2 separate regions of the Mus musculus genome follow, and region 1 is linked to region 2. The links are chromatin contacts, called in public promoter capture Hi-C maps. All regions are on one chromosome and are shown on one strand. The core of a region is the stretch at or near the end of the contact, and the rest is flanking DNA. Distances in the headings are between cores, read along the strand shown.

The links. Promoter capture Hi-C pulls out the DNA fragments that hold promoters and counts their contacts.
Region 1: a promoter capture Hi-C map of liver shows a contact between it and region 2, with 2.7 times the contacts expected there. The contact joins the enhancer-like site here to the promoter of Mfsd4b1 in region 2. A contact is called at or near these places in 9 of 39 promoter capture datasets (the 3T3-L1 cell line, 3T3-L1-derived adipocytes, fetal liver and 5 more), 2 of 484 Hi-C or Micro-C datasets (bone marrow-derived macrophages and liver), 1 of 115 datasets of contacts at active chromatin or transcription factors (memory CD8 T cells) and 4 of 9 other capture datasets (adipose tissue, liver, macrophages and 1 more).

Annotation. Positions count from the first base shown.
Region 1 is chr10:40,172,938-40,180,070 of GRCm38.p6, reverse strand. Gm31992 (a long non-coding RNA gene) reads right to left here. Exons shown (of 4, transcript XR_871594.1): 4 at 4,231-4,488. Among named protein-coding and RNA genes, the nearest start is that of Gm31992, 13 kb to the right of the region's middle. Within about 2 kb of position 2,235, at least 38 of the 459 cell types and tissues checked have an H3K27ac peak or open chromatin away from gene starts, as enhancers often do. A contact at or near this core is called in liver, memory CD8 T cells and pancreatic islet, where this site is marked.
Region 2 is chr10:40,020,831-40,027,778 of GRCm38.p6, reverse strand. Mfsd4b1 (major facilitator superfamily domain containing 4B1) reads left to right here and starts at 2,511. Exons shown (of 4, transcript NM_144821.4): 1 at 2,511-2,886. The coding sequence starts at 2,863.

The DNA.
Region 1 (7,133 bases), core at 986-3,485, 150 kb before region 2:
CTACATTCTGATTCAGAACTATTTTCTTCTTATTTTTTGTCTTTCCTTCAAGATGCGGGAGGACCTAAGTTTTATTTTATTTTACTTTAACTTTAGGTTTCCTTACTTTCTTTAAAACTTCCTTTCCTCCCATGTAGCTGACCTCACAGGACTGACTCTTTTTCTTCTAAGACAATGATCCTCAAGCTTCAAAGATGAGATAAAATGATAACATAAGGGGGTGGGGCAGATGGCTCCTCGGGTGGAGGATAAAGAGGTTCAAGGTTCGCTGCTGCAGGTACCTTTGCATCCTGGTCATCGCAGACACAGAAGATGGAGAAGCTGATGCAGTTGCTTCCCGTTGGTCTGCCAGGGATGGAGCTGAAATGAACTGGAGTCTTGTTTGAACTCTAGTAAAACCACAAGAAAACCTCAAAGTTAACAACGTGAACAAAGGTGCAGGCAGTTCTGTTTCCTACCAACAGAGGAAGAAAAAGAACAGCATTTCTTTGCTTGGGGATTAAATTGCTTTTGTTTTTGAGTCAGGGTCTCACAATGGCTAGAGTGGAGCTTGCTGATCCACCAGGCTGATCTCACAGACATCTTGGGTACTGGGATTAAAGGTGCGCATCACGGGCCGGAGAGATGGCTCAGCGGTTAAGAGCACTGACTGCTCTTCTGAAGATCCTGAGTTCAAATCCCAGCAACCACATGGTGGCCCACAACCACCCGAAATGAGATCACAAGATCTGGTGCCCTCTTCTGGTATGTCTGAAAACAGCAATAGTGTACTTACATATAATAAATAAATCTTAAAAAAAAGAAAGGTGCACATCACCTAGAGTATTTCTTTGTAAATGAGTACTTATAGGTACACTGACAATCTCTGTTAGAACACACAATGCCAGCAGACTTGAAAACCAAGTGATATGATTGAGAGTTAGGGCCAGGGACGAGGATACAGGTTTTCTTTTTCTTTTCTTTCTTTCTTTTTTTGAAACAGAGTCTTGCTATGTTGTGTGACTGATCTTGAACTCCTGGGCTCAAACAGCTCCATTTCAGCCTCCAGGGTGTTTGCAGCCACAGGGGTGTGTCCACTCACACTTTTCATTATATTTTTTCATTTTTATTTATTATTTATTTTCTACTATGTTGTATCCTGCTCTAATAAGTTATGTTTTCGAAAACAACTATGAGCTGGGCCTGGTAGTGCAGGTGTGTAATCCCAGCTACTTAAGGGAAACTGAAATTACAAGTTTGAAGGGTGCCTTTGGCTATGAGTTCAAGGACAGTGTGAGTAAGTTGGACACAAACTCACTCACAGAGATCTGTCTGCCTTTACCTCCCAAGAGCTGAGATTAAAGGTATGTACCACCACCACCCACTTACAAAAATGAACTTTGCTTTGTTTTTAAAATATTTTTGTGTGTTTAAGTTTTATACACTCAGATGTCTGTTCATCATATGTGTGCAGTGCTCATAGTGGCCAGAAAGAGGGCGACAGACTCTCTTGGAATTGGACTTAAATGAAGATGTTTTTTGAGCCGCCAATGCGAATGCCAGTGCTCTTATTGCTGAGCCATTTCCCTAGTCCCCAGAAAATGAACTCTTTGTTTGCTTGTTTGTTTGTTTGCTTGCTTGTTTATTTTTCGAGACAGGGTTTGCTCCACATAGTTCTGGCAGTCCCGGAACTCTCTGCAGACCACGCTGGCCTCGAACTCACAGAGATCCACCAGCTTCTGCTTCTGCCTCCTGAGTGTGGGGATTAAAGACACATGCCCGGCTTAGAAAACAAACTCTTAAAGCAATATATTACCTTCTTTACTGGATCACGGCAAGCAAACTGTCTAGAAGAAGGCTACCAGAAGCCAAGGTCTCTGTACTAGAAAAGAATTTGTGCCGCACTGGTTCACCTTCACCACAGTGTTTGTAATTCACGGGAGAATTGGTTGTTCTTGGGTAGCTATGGCTCCTTAAAGATTTTTTCCATCTCACCTATGTCCAATTTTTGACTCACCCATTCTTCTCAGTTCTTTTAGGTTGGCAACTCACAATCACACACACACACACACACACACACACACACACACACATCTTTTGGTAACTGTTTTGTTTTTTCACCTGCAGGTGTGTCCCTACCTGTGCCAAATGTCCTTAGTTGGCCTCTACCTCCCTCTCTGTAGTCTCTGTCAGTGGGTATAGCTAGGAGGCAGGAGCCTTGCTGAGTGTGGGTGAGCCCTGGATCCTATCCCCAAGCACTGAGTAAACAAACAGAAACTGCCTTGCTGGTATCTGCTGGCAAGCACCCAGGGACATCAAACAGTCTGAAGTGAACGTGAGGTTTCCCTGCCAAACCCACTGCTCTGCTCGCTTTGGACTCCCTGTCTCTGTTAATAGTGCTACCACCCACCTAGCAGTCCCACCCGGGATTGTGCTGTCCACCCTGACTCCTTCCCCACCCTCCGGCCCTCTCTCCCTCTGTCTGCTCTGCCAGCTCTCTCCTCCAGCCTTCTGCCAACTTCCCCTCACCCTTCAGCGTCCCAGCTTTTATCCTATCTATCAACATACAAAGTTTGATCGAACAGCTAGCTGCAGAAGAGCAGGAGCCATCTCTCCACTCCCAGTGAGATTGCATTCACATAGTGGCCACACTTCTTGTGTGGTAGGAAAGACTTTCCATAATCTGTTCCCAGCCTGTCTGTCTCCTTCTCCTTCTACTGCTCAATCACACTGGCCTTTTTCTTCTCTTTTTCTTTCTTTCTCTTTCTTTCTTTCTTTCTTTCTTTCTTTCTTTCTTTCTTTCTTTCTTTCTTCCTTCCTTCCTTCCTTCCTTCCTTCCTTTCTTTCTTTTTTTCTTTTTTTCTTTCTGCCTTAATTAGGGTTTCCATTGCTGTGAGCAGACACCATGACTAAGAACTCTTATAAAGGACAACATTTAATTGGGGCTGGCTTACAAGTTCTGTTCATCCATTATCATCAAGGTAGGGAGCAAGGCAGCATCCAGGCAGGCATGGTGCTGGAGTAGCTGAGGGTTCTACGTCTTCATCCAAAGGAAGCTAGGAGCAGACTGTTTTCAGGCAGCTAGGAGGGTCTCAGAGTCATACTTCCTCCAACAAGGCCACACCTAGTTCAATAAGGCCATACCTCCTAACAGTGCCACTCCCTGGGCCAAGTATATTTAAAATACCATCCTTTCTTTCTTCCCTTTCCCCTTCCCTTCCCTTTCTTTCTTTCCTTCTTTCTCTCCTCCTCTTCTGTTTTGAGATAGGGTCTCATCCTGTAGCCCCTGGCTTGCCTGGAACTTGCCATATAGGCTAGTCTCAAATTCATAGAGATCCACCTGCCTCTGGAATTATAGGTCTATGTCTACCACACCCAGAGTATAAATCTGCAGCTTCCTAATTCTCCTTAAAAAAAGAAATGCTCTTTAAAGCTCCCTGCTGCCGGGCGTGGTGGCACACACCTTTAATCCCAGCACTCGGGAGGATTTCTGAGTTGGAGGCCAGCCTGGCCTACAAAGTGAGTTCTAGGACAGCCAGGGCTATACAGAGAAACCCTGTCTTGAAAAACCAAAAAACAAAAAACATAAAGCTCCCTGCTTTTGTATGGTCTGTTTACATACTCAGTGACCCCCTACTCATCTTCCTAGCCTACCTGGAACCTCCCTTCTTCCCCAGGCAGGGTTTCCAACCACCTTCTCTGTGAACTTTGTAGAGGCTTTAATTGTTAACCTTTGTCACTTCCCAAGAGCAAGGGAATCTTCCTCTTTATAATCCCAGAGCGCCCCCCCCCAACCCTTGTATAATAGGTAGGCACCCAATGTATTGACTGATGAGAGATGTACTTAAAATGTATTATATTGTGTGTATGTTTGTGCAAGTCATGTATGTAGATGTCCATGCACAGAGCTCAGATTGTGATTCACCTTACATGGGTCTCAGGGACCAAACTCAGGTCATCAGGCTTTTACAGTGAGCCCTTTACCACTGAGCCATCTGGTCAACTCCGAGATAGGCATTTCTTCTGCTCTCTTTCTGTGTTCTACTGTCTTCAAATATTGTCAGCAGAGTGCAGAGAAGGGCCAGTTCAGCAAGAAAGCTCTCCTCTCTTCTCACCATCTTCTCTGTCCCTTCCCGCACTTTCATCCTTTTTTCCCTCTCAGTTGGCAGACCTGTGCTATGTGGGTGATGGTATGCATGATAAAATATCTAAGCCTTTGATTTGATTCTGTTCTTAATTTTCATCCCAGTCTTTGTAGCGTTTAATAAATAAGCACACGCATTGTCTGTCTCCGTTGGACTGCAATTAGAGCAAGAGGATTCTATTACAGCTCAGAACAAACGGGGAGGCGGAACGTCAAAACTGTGCAGGAGGAAAATGACTTTCAGGGTCTTGGAAGAGACTTGCTTGCCCTGATCTTCTGCCTTTGATCTTCAAGGTTCCATTAAACAAGGTATTAGCTTTAACAAGCTTTGCGTCTGTGCCAAGGATGTAGTCCAAAAGGTCACACTAAGAAAAAAAAAATAACAAAAGCAACAATAACAAGTATGCGTTGCTGTCAGCATCAGACAACCCACCTGGAGATGGTTCTTCTCAGCAAAGACCAGGCAGGAGGAGCCATGGCTGTGGTTCATAGACAGGCAAGCAGGTAACCTTTGAGTGTGGTTAACCCATGTTCCTAGGGTAACACTTGCTGCTCCTGTAGCAATAGACAGTACCACCTGGGCAAAGTGGGTGCAGGAGGGATAAGAACTGCCTCCTGGAAATCAGTAACACACGTCTCTCACAAGACACTGCTGGGCTGAGATGTACAGATTCTCTTTTCTCTTTTTGAAGTATTTGGGATTGAACCCAGCTTTTCACATGCACACTCTACTACTAAAATATACCCTGGTTCCAACAAGTCATGCTTCTAAATAGTCCTCATCTTACTAACACACACACACATGACTACAGGCATAAAGTCCTTATTTTCCTGCACTTCTGGTTCACTGTCTGTGGCAGACTCAGGGAGAAGTCTATACCTAGGGGATGAGGAGATGGCTCAGTGCACAGAGCACCTGCTATGCAAGTGTGAGGACCTAAGTTCAGGTCCCCAGCACCCATCTAAAAAGTTGAGTGCTGTGGCATGTGTCTGTAACTCAGAGCTGGGGATCAGAAATGGATAGATCCCTGGGACTTGCTGGTCAGTCAGCAGAGATAGAGAGAGAGAGAGAAAGAGAGAGAGAGAGAGAGCGCGCATGTATACACACACACACACACATGCACACACATATATACACAGAGATGGGGGAACTATAATTATAAAATTACAATATAGAGCTCTAGTTTGACCTAATATATCTGGATTGGAAAAAGGAAAAAAATAATAAAAGAAATATTTTGACCCCATCTGTGGTGGTTTGAACAGGAATGGCCCCCATGAGCTCATATATTTGAATGCTTGGCTATTAGGGAATGATACTACTAGGAGGTGTGGCCTTGTTGGAGGAAGTGTGTCACTGGGGGTGGGCTTTGGGGTTTGGGTTTCAGAAGCCTAAGGCAGGCCCAACGACTGTCTGTTTTCCTTCTGCCTTCGGATCTGGAATTCTCAGCTATTTCTCCTGTACCATGTCTGTCTGCAGGCCACCATGCTCCCACCATGAGGATAATGGACTAAACCTCTGAAACTGTAAGCCAGCCACAAGTAAATGTTTTCTTTATAAGAATTGCCATGGTCAAACAGCACACTGACTAAGACGCCACAATATTCTTTTAAGTAGCCCGACTATACTGATGTCCACAGGACTTATACTCTTCTAGCTTTCTTTCTTTCTTTCTTTCTTTCTTTCTTTCTTTCTTTCTTTCTTTCTTCCTTCCTTTCTTTCTTTCTTTCTTTTTCTTTTTCTTTTGTTTTTTTCGAGACAGGGTTTCTCTGTATAGCCCTGACTGTCCTGGAACTCATTTTATAGACCAGGCTGGCCTCGAACTCAGAAATCCACCTGCCTCTGCCTCCCGAGTGCTGGGATTAAAGGCATGCGCCACCACCACCCAGCTTTTTTTTTTTTTTTTTTCTAGCTTACTTTCAAAACTGCACTTTTAATCACCTCTATTGCCTCTGCAAACACTGTGGTGTGGCTCCCTGCTAGCCCCTGAAAATACACCAAACTTTGAACAATGACGACATAATAGGGACATCAGGAGGAAAGTAGTAATTGTTCTGTGGCTGTGCAGCCTTCTCCTTCCTCTCTCTCCCTTCTCTTTTAGAAAGGGACCAACTGACTGTCTTGGAACTCACTAGGTTGACCGGGCTGGCCTTGAATTCACAGAGCTCTACCTGCCTCTGCCTCCTGAGTGTTAGGACCGAAGGTGTGCACCATCACACCTGGCCCATTTTTGCTTTTTATGCACACACCCCTCCTATTTCTACAAGCCCAGGACCTAGTCAGCTGCTGAGCTGAGCCCACTGAGTCTCAGAATCTTACCGACAGGAGAGCGCACAAGATGGAGAGAATGCACTGCCGTCCTCAGCCTCAACCCTTCAGCTGCTACCTCCTTCCTGGATGTTTGTTTCTTAGGGTGGCTGGCCACAAACTGGTCACGAAACAACAGAAGTTCCAAACCAAGGCGGCAGCTTAGTGGGCTCCTTCTGGGGACCTCGGGGAGCACTCTTAGTTTATGCCTTCCACAGTGTCAGGGGCCTCAGGCCACCCTTGATATTTCTGTTTAGATGCTTTGATCTAGTGTCTTTTAGAAAACAGCAATAAGGGGCGGGGAGATTGAGGCTCAGCAGTTGAGAGCACTGGCTGTTCTTCCAGAGGTTCTGCACTCAATTCCCAACTACATGGTGGCCCCTAACCGTCTGTAATGGGATCCAATGCCCTCTCCTGGTGTGTCTGAAGATAGCACTAATGTACTCACATACATAAAATAAATAAATCTTAAAAAAAATAGCAATGAACATACACCCACTTTTAAACGGAGATAGAAAGGTGCTGTCTGCTCACCATGGGATGTTAAATAATTACTTCTGTTTTCATATAGTCCTCTCCCTATTTGGCATTTGTACTTTTTCTTCAATATAATATTTTGATTATTTGGGAGTTTCATACAATGTACCCAGATCACATTCATTTCCTAGACTTCCAAAGTCCACTCCCCCTCTCTTGTGGCCT
Region 2 (6,948 bases), core at 1,262-3,761:
GGTTAAAATCATTGGGCCACAATACAAAACTAAAAGACATGAATGTGGAGAAAGGGACGGGGGAGGGGGGAGTGTGACAAAGAAGGAGGAAGATAAGAGAGGGTGGGGGTGAGGCCAAACATCCTGCACTAGTCACGTATGAAACTGTCAGAGAACATATGTAACCATTTTGTTAACAGGTTAAGGAAGCTAGAGTTATTTAATTTTGTGGAGAAAACACCATGCCATCAAGCGGTGGGCTTACCACTGAGGCAGTCATGGAGGTGCCATAGACCCCACAGCAGCTCAGGTGAGGGAAAGCTGGATTTTAAGATTTCAAAGTAAGCCATCACCAGGGATGATGGTTTGAGTGCTGGTATTCAGCCTGTGGAAAATAAAGTCTCGACAGACTTGAATACTGAGTCTTAGACCAAAGCCATGGCTGGAGGAGCTGACAGAATTGTCTGGGAGATCCATAGACAGCTGAGCATGCACAGACCAGAGGTATCAGGGAGTCCCAGCTCAGGGTGGACTGTTGGGAGAGGGACAGTGGAGTGTGAGGGTGAGCTATCTTTAGAATGATTTTTAAAAAAGACAGAAGACTCTGAATTAGAGATTTTTAAAAACCTGAATTTTAAGAGTCTATGTTTATATTTATCTATAAGAGACTGATAACTTTCAATCCTAAATCTGATACTGTGAGTTATAATTCTCAAGTTAGGCTTTATGAGTAAGTTAGAATCAGTTTGTTTTCACTTAAAAATTATTTTATCCTGCTTAGGGCCAGTGTAGAGGAATTTTAATCCAGCAACATGGCTGCTCTGGCCAGAGATCACATTAGCTTAGGAAAGGAAAAGAACAGGTCTGTGTGAATTGCCTGGAGGACACACTTTTAATCCCTCTGACCGGAATACAAACCTGTCTTTAGTGCACACCTTTAATCCCAATCAATGACATCTACTTGAGGGACAGACAAAGTGATGAATCAGAGAAAGAGTTGACAGAATGAGCCAGAGATAGGATGCACCCAACTGACAGGAAAGGAGCATCGAAGAGACTGGGGCTGGGCCAGAGGGAGTGAATCAGCTTAGTCCGTTCAACTCCTGCAGTGCAGTTGAGTTCAGCAGAGTTCATTCATGAGTTCCGTTCCATTTGTGCAGTGCATGCAGGCCAGCAGAGCCAGAAAATAAGGAGCCAGAAGATTAGAACAAATTGCCAAATTGTTAGAGGCCAAGCAGAGCGAATCAGTGGGAAGCTGAGAGAAGCCAGATTGAATCAGTCAGCTTGGAGAGGAGTTTGAGCCAGAAGAGCTGAGTTGAACCAGCCAGCCAGAGTTCAGAAAGAACTGGAAAGGGTGAGTTTATGCAGCAGCAAATCTAAAGCATTCTAGATTAGATTGTATCTAGGCTAAAAGTTTCCAGGCCTAGGGCTAGGGATACATAGAACAGAGAACGGAAATCCGTGGGCTCAGCCCAAGCTGTGTATTCGCACAGCTGTGTATGGCTCTCTTTTCATCCCATCCCATCATGAGGAAATAAATGTTTCTTTTACAGGCCAGTAACATTTTGTCTTTTTGTCGTATTTTTTATTTTCCTGATTTTCTCAGTGACCTGAGTGGTCAGCATGTTCTGGTATGTCAATATCTACTAGATTAAATGACATCACAGATTACAAACTTTTAGCCTTTTTAAAATGCCATTAAACATAATGACTTGTTCTGTAATTAAAATTAAAATTTATCAGATAATAAGCAACCTTTAACAGAAGTCAGGTTTTCTCCAAGTGGATAATTTACAGGAACATGGTTGATTTTGTTTGTTTGTTTTAAACAAAACAAAACATTCTTCCAGCTTTCTTCTTGACCATCTTATGAAAGAATGTTTTTCTCGGTATAAGTGATCAGTAATACAGAGATCAAGGAGGTTTTCAGGTGGAAAGAGCATTTTTCAGATAGATGATAAAGTTACATTGTTGTGTAACTTGAGTATAGCAAACGGAACAAATCCCGACAGCTGTACAGCCTTTCTCAGGCATTGCCAGGCTCTAATCATTTGTGGAAATTTGAACTGCCGTGCTTTTGAAACCACAAATTTGAACCCACACATGTGTCTTGAGCTATTTGGCCGTTGACTAGGCCCGTGATTGCTGACTGATCTTGGGGAACTGTATGTTCTCTCTGTGCTTGGATTCTCTCTGGACACCCGGGCTAAGGTGAGAAAGGAGCGTGGGGAGGATTGATGTGGCTCCAGGAGCCTATTCCGGAGCTTCAGCAGGTATCACTAGCCTGAAAGTTGAATAAAAGACCTGGAAAGCTCAGGTGTGGACGGAGGGTAGGGGTGGGGCGTGTAAAGACGACCTCCCAGCTAGCACTGGCGTGTTCCCTCAAGAGTTAGCAGCACACTTTATAGAAGCAGTAGCTAGGCTGCAGTAGCAGCTCTAACACGCGCTGAGCTCCGTTTCCTAGGCAACCACCATGACTTCCGGTTTGACTCCAGGTTGGCTAGTGGCCTGACTCTGTCACGGGAACCGCCACGATTCTGCAAGATGGAGAGTGAACATAACTCGGTGGCCAGCTGGGGCCAGGGTCGAAGTCCAGCCGCCGGAGGTCTTGAGTCAGGACGGTCCCTGGGGACAGTGCTATCAGGAGGGACCTCGGAGACTGGAGGAGCCTGAGTGCCGAGCCCCAGAGGGTGCACCGGCCCCCAGTAGCTCTCCGCAGCCGCCAAGCTGGAGCTGGACGTGAAGACCGGGAGCGTCGGGCCGGTGGCTGCGGCACAGAGGCTCCACCAGGCGGAGACCCGGGCGGAGAGCGAGCAGGCCACGGTGGCTTCCCGGCGGAGTGGCCGGACCAGGAGCGTGCTGCGCTGGTTCTCCACCGCGGTCATGTATGCCGCCTTCCTGGGGCTGGTGAGAGCCGAGGCTGCACCCCTCCCAGGCTGGGGCGCGAGCCTCCTGCAGGGGACCTGCCCTTCCCAGCTGGACTCTCACATTCGCTGCCTGCATGTTGTGTGACCTTGATCGCTGGGGCTTCAGTTTCATCCGCTTAACACATAGGCACTATTCTAATCACCGAGGGTCACTGTCAAGAGCGCGGGTGATTTTTGCCTAACATGATTTCCCCCTACAATCTATCTTTGTAGGGCTCCTCTTAGTACTAGGGAGACAAAAAAAGAGAATGCCAGGATCTGTAGCCACTGTCCCCTACACCTTAATTATTATACAGAGAAATACTTGGCTGGGGTGGGGGCTCTCTTTCTAGTGGCTTGATTAAATTACACCAACTGCTTGATTTTTACAGATTTTACAGATATAATGGCAAGAGCAAAATGACTTTTTCTTGTTCATACAAATGTTTAAGCGGTTGAGTCAAGCGCAGCCCTTACTCTGGTACAGCCCTCTTCAAACTAACTTCCATTGTATAAGTGATTTTCATGGAGCAAAGTACAAGGCTGTATGCGCTTTTTACAGATCCTGGAGCTACCCCCAATTCAGTGTTTGTGGCAAAGCTCCCCATTCCCTATCACTTCATGGTTGTAGGCCAACAGGGTCGAGAGGGTGAGTCCCCAGAGGAGAATAGCTTACTCTCTTCTAGACTCTGAGCCACACTCATTTCTTAGATTGTACTAATGGGACGGGATAAAGAAATCCCTGCAGATGCTTACTGAGCGCTCGCTCCCTGGGCTGGGTTTTGAGTCTTTGGAAGACGTGAAGTGTTTTCACTCTTCGTGTGTGAGCTACTTATTGCGAACCTGCGCTCACTCTGGTTCGTACCAATGCTGTCTAGGTAAGGTGCACAATTAACTTTGGAGCACAATGGTACAATTAGAATCGGTAGTTCTTGAAATGTAAGTCAATTAGAAGCTTTAGTTAAGGGATTTCTTCTAAGTTCCAATTTATTAGCCTGTAGGTCTTGTTACTCCTATTAAAAAGAAAAAGCTGGAAAAGTTCATTTTTGCTTCTTCTTTATACAAAGTGATGTTGCAGGAACATCTGAGTCAGGACTTAAAGACAGAACAAGAAAGTCAAGTTCAGAAGGAGCAGATTTTGATAGTAGGTCAGTTATCACTGTTGCCCATTTCTGGGCAGTGGCAGCCTAGTGGGCTGAGTGCCTGTCTGCTCAGTCCCTTTCTCCTGAACTTTGTCTTAGTTTGTAGTTTGTTGACGTTAAGGTCAGTTACAGTGTCCTACCCAAGAGTCTCTTTCTATTTGGTCCATTTGTGGAATTGAAAATGTCAATGGCAGGTTATTTTTCATAGTTCTTTAAGCTTTCCTCATGTTTTGTTACATAAGTTTCTATGGGTACAGAAAAACATTCATGACTCTTGAGGTAATACAGTATACCCGGAGTCAGTTACGATAGCCCCTAAGAGGATAGTGCCAAGACACTGAAATGGACCAAGATCAAACAATACACTTCATGCAATAGGTGCTCAATAAACTTAGACTCCCATTGGTCTTGGCTGGTATGACGGTGGTTAAGGTCCACAATGGCTGTAAGAGTGATTGCTGATGTAAAGAAGTGTCCAAGTTTGGCATGGTGACACACACCTGCAATCCCAGCACATAGGAAGTGAGGTAGAAGAATTAGGGTTTAGGACCATCCTCAGCTATATAGAGAGTTTGAGGCCACCCTGAGCTACATGGGGCTCTATCTCAAAAACAAAACAAAAAAAAGGTATCTTTTGTTTTCCTGAAGAAAATCATTAGTTCAGTAAGTTCTACATCCATCAACACTGTATGTAGTCTGAAGTCCTATGTATTAGAATTAAGAACATCAAAACTGTTCTGAAGCACGGCTGAGGATAACTGCAGGAAGTCTGTAAGACTGCACTGAGGCACAACATTAAACTAGAAACTTTGGAAGCTTTTCATGGCAAACTGAAAATCAGCACTTAAGTTTTACCAAATTTCAGCCCTACTGTGACATCTTTTAAAGTCAGACTAAACTTTCAAATGCTGTGAATTACGCAGACATTCTCTCACCCCCGAACTCCTTCCCCCACACCAAGTTTGTCCAACAGTTTGAAATGGCTGCAGAAGTCAAACCTTTAAAAGGTCAAAATTTACTCTACACTTTTCTTATGGGTTAGTATTTTCCATGGCAAGAAACCAAAACTACCAGATAAGAGGTATTTTAAAACCAATGACTAGTTGCTGGAGAGGTGGTGCAGCGTACTGCTCTTGCAGGGAGCACCATTTGTTCCTTAGTACCTAGGCTGGGCTGTCTATAACCCCCAGTGACTCCAGCTATGGAGGGACCTGATGCCTTTGTCCTTCTGGGGACCTGAGTATCTCCTGTGCACAGCACATCTGTACACATAATTAAGGAATAGTTAAATAATTAAATCTGTAAAAAAATATTTAACAGGCATTTGATTGCTTTTTTTGAAATTAGCAGAAAATAACAGACAAAAATCTCCCAGGATTTTGTAAGATATTGTTCCTTAGATTTAAGTTTATCTTCTAGAGGAAGAAAAACTCCATATCAATTGACTTCTTTTGTGCTTTCATGGTTCCTTGATAATCAAAGAAAAATTTAAATAAATTATGGTTCATGTTTCCTGCCTTTAATAAAAAACTAAAAGAAATTTTCTTTCATCCTTTTACTCCTCCCTCCTCTCTCCTCCTCCTCCTCTTCTTCCTTTCCTCCTCTTCCTCCTCTTCTTCCTCTTCTTTCTCTTCCTCCTCTTCCACTTCTTCTTCCTCCTCCTCTTTCTTTCCCTCCCCCCTCCTCCTTTTGACAAAATCTCTACCCCAGGCTGGTCTTGAACTCATTTTGTAGCTGATAATGACCTTGAACTCGTGATCCTCCCAACCTGACCTGGCAGGTACTGGGGTGACAGGTGTGTACGAGCATGCTCCATTTATGTACTGTGAAGGAGCCCAGGGTTTCATAAAAGCTAGGCAAGTACTCTACCCATTGAGCTACATATCCTGCCCCAATTGTTAATTTTGAGGTGCCTGTAGCTCTTCAGAACCTTTCCAAAAGCAAAGAGAGTGTGTTATGTGTTGGAGTTCTACTGAAGACACTCCTGAAATCTGTCCAATGGTTTTCCAACTGGTCCCTACTATACCACCTTTTGGATCATTTCAAGAGTGGCTGGGTAGTTCTGATTTCCATTTGGATTCCTCTCTCTTGGTTTTGGCTTCAGCATCTGCTTCTTTCACTGTATTTATGGTTTTAAAACCCTATGTGTTTCTAGAAGCTCCACGTGAGCAAGTTCATGGAAGCACTGTCTGGTGAACTGCACGCTGTGTGTAGGAGCTAAGCAGCTGTGAAAAGATAAAACAGTCTGCAAACCTGCCCCGCAGTGCTCTCCCTCTCCATGCTGTGCCCGGCACGTGCTGGAGCCAAGGTTGAAGGATGCTACACTAACAAGCAATAGTCCATAGACAGGATCCGATTCCTACATATTCTACAGGGAAATCCCCTGGAAAGATATCTGAACTTGTAGTTTTTAGAATTCAGGTTTTCAATGTAGTGTGTGTGTGTGTGTGTGTGTGTTTGCAACGTGGTGTTCACATGGCCATCAGGGGACAACTCCAGAGAGTCCATTCACTCCTTCCAATTATGTGGGTCCAAGGGACTGAATTCTGGTTGTTAGTCTTAGCAGCAGGTGCCCTTACCTGCTGAGCCATATAGAAACAGCTTAATAAGCCTAGTCCAAATTCCTTTTACTTACATGGCTTTAAAAGCACACCAGTAGGGTCATTAATACAGGGCTGTTGTTTTCCTGTATTCTGCCACAGTCAGACTGTCACAATGGCTGTAACTTGTCTTCGCTTGAGACTTTAGTGCTTGAATAGCATTTGGGGGGGGGAAAGAAACTTTTGTCATTCTTCTTGCACAAACTTTAAGTTGTTCCGGTGCAGCCTCAGCAGCTCCTTTACCCCCAAATCCATCGCAAGCAGTGGGAGCTGTAGGAAGTCCTCTGCAACAGCACACAGTTCACCAGGATGAGAAGGCCA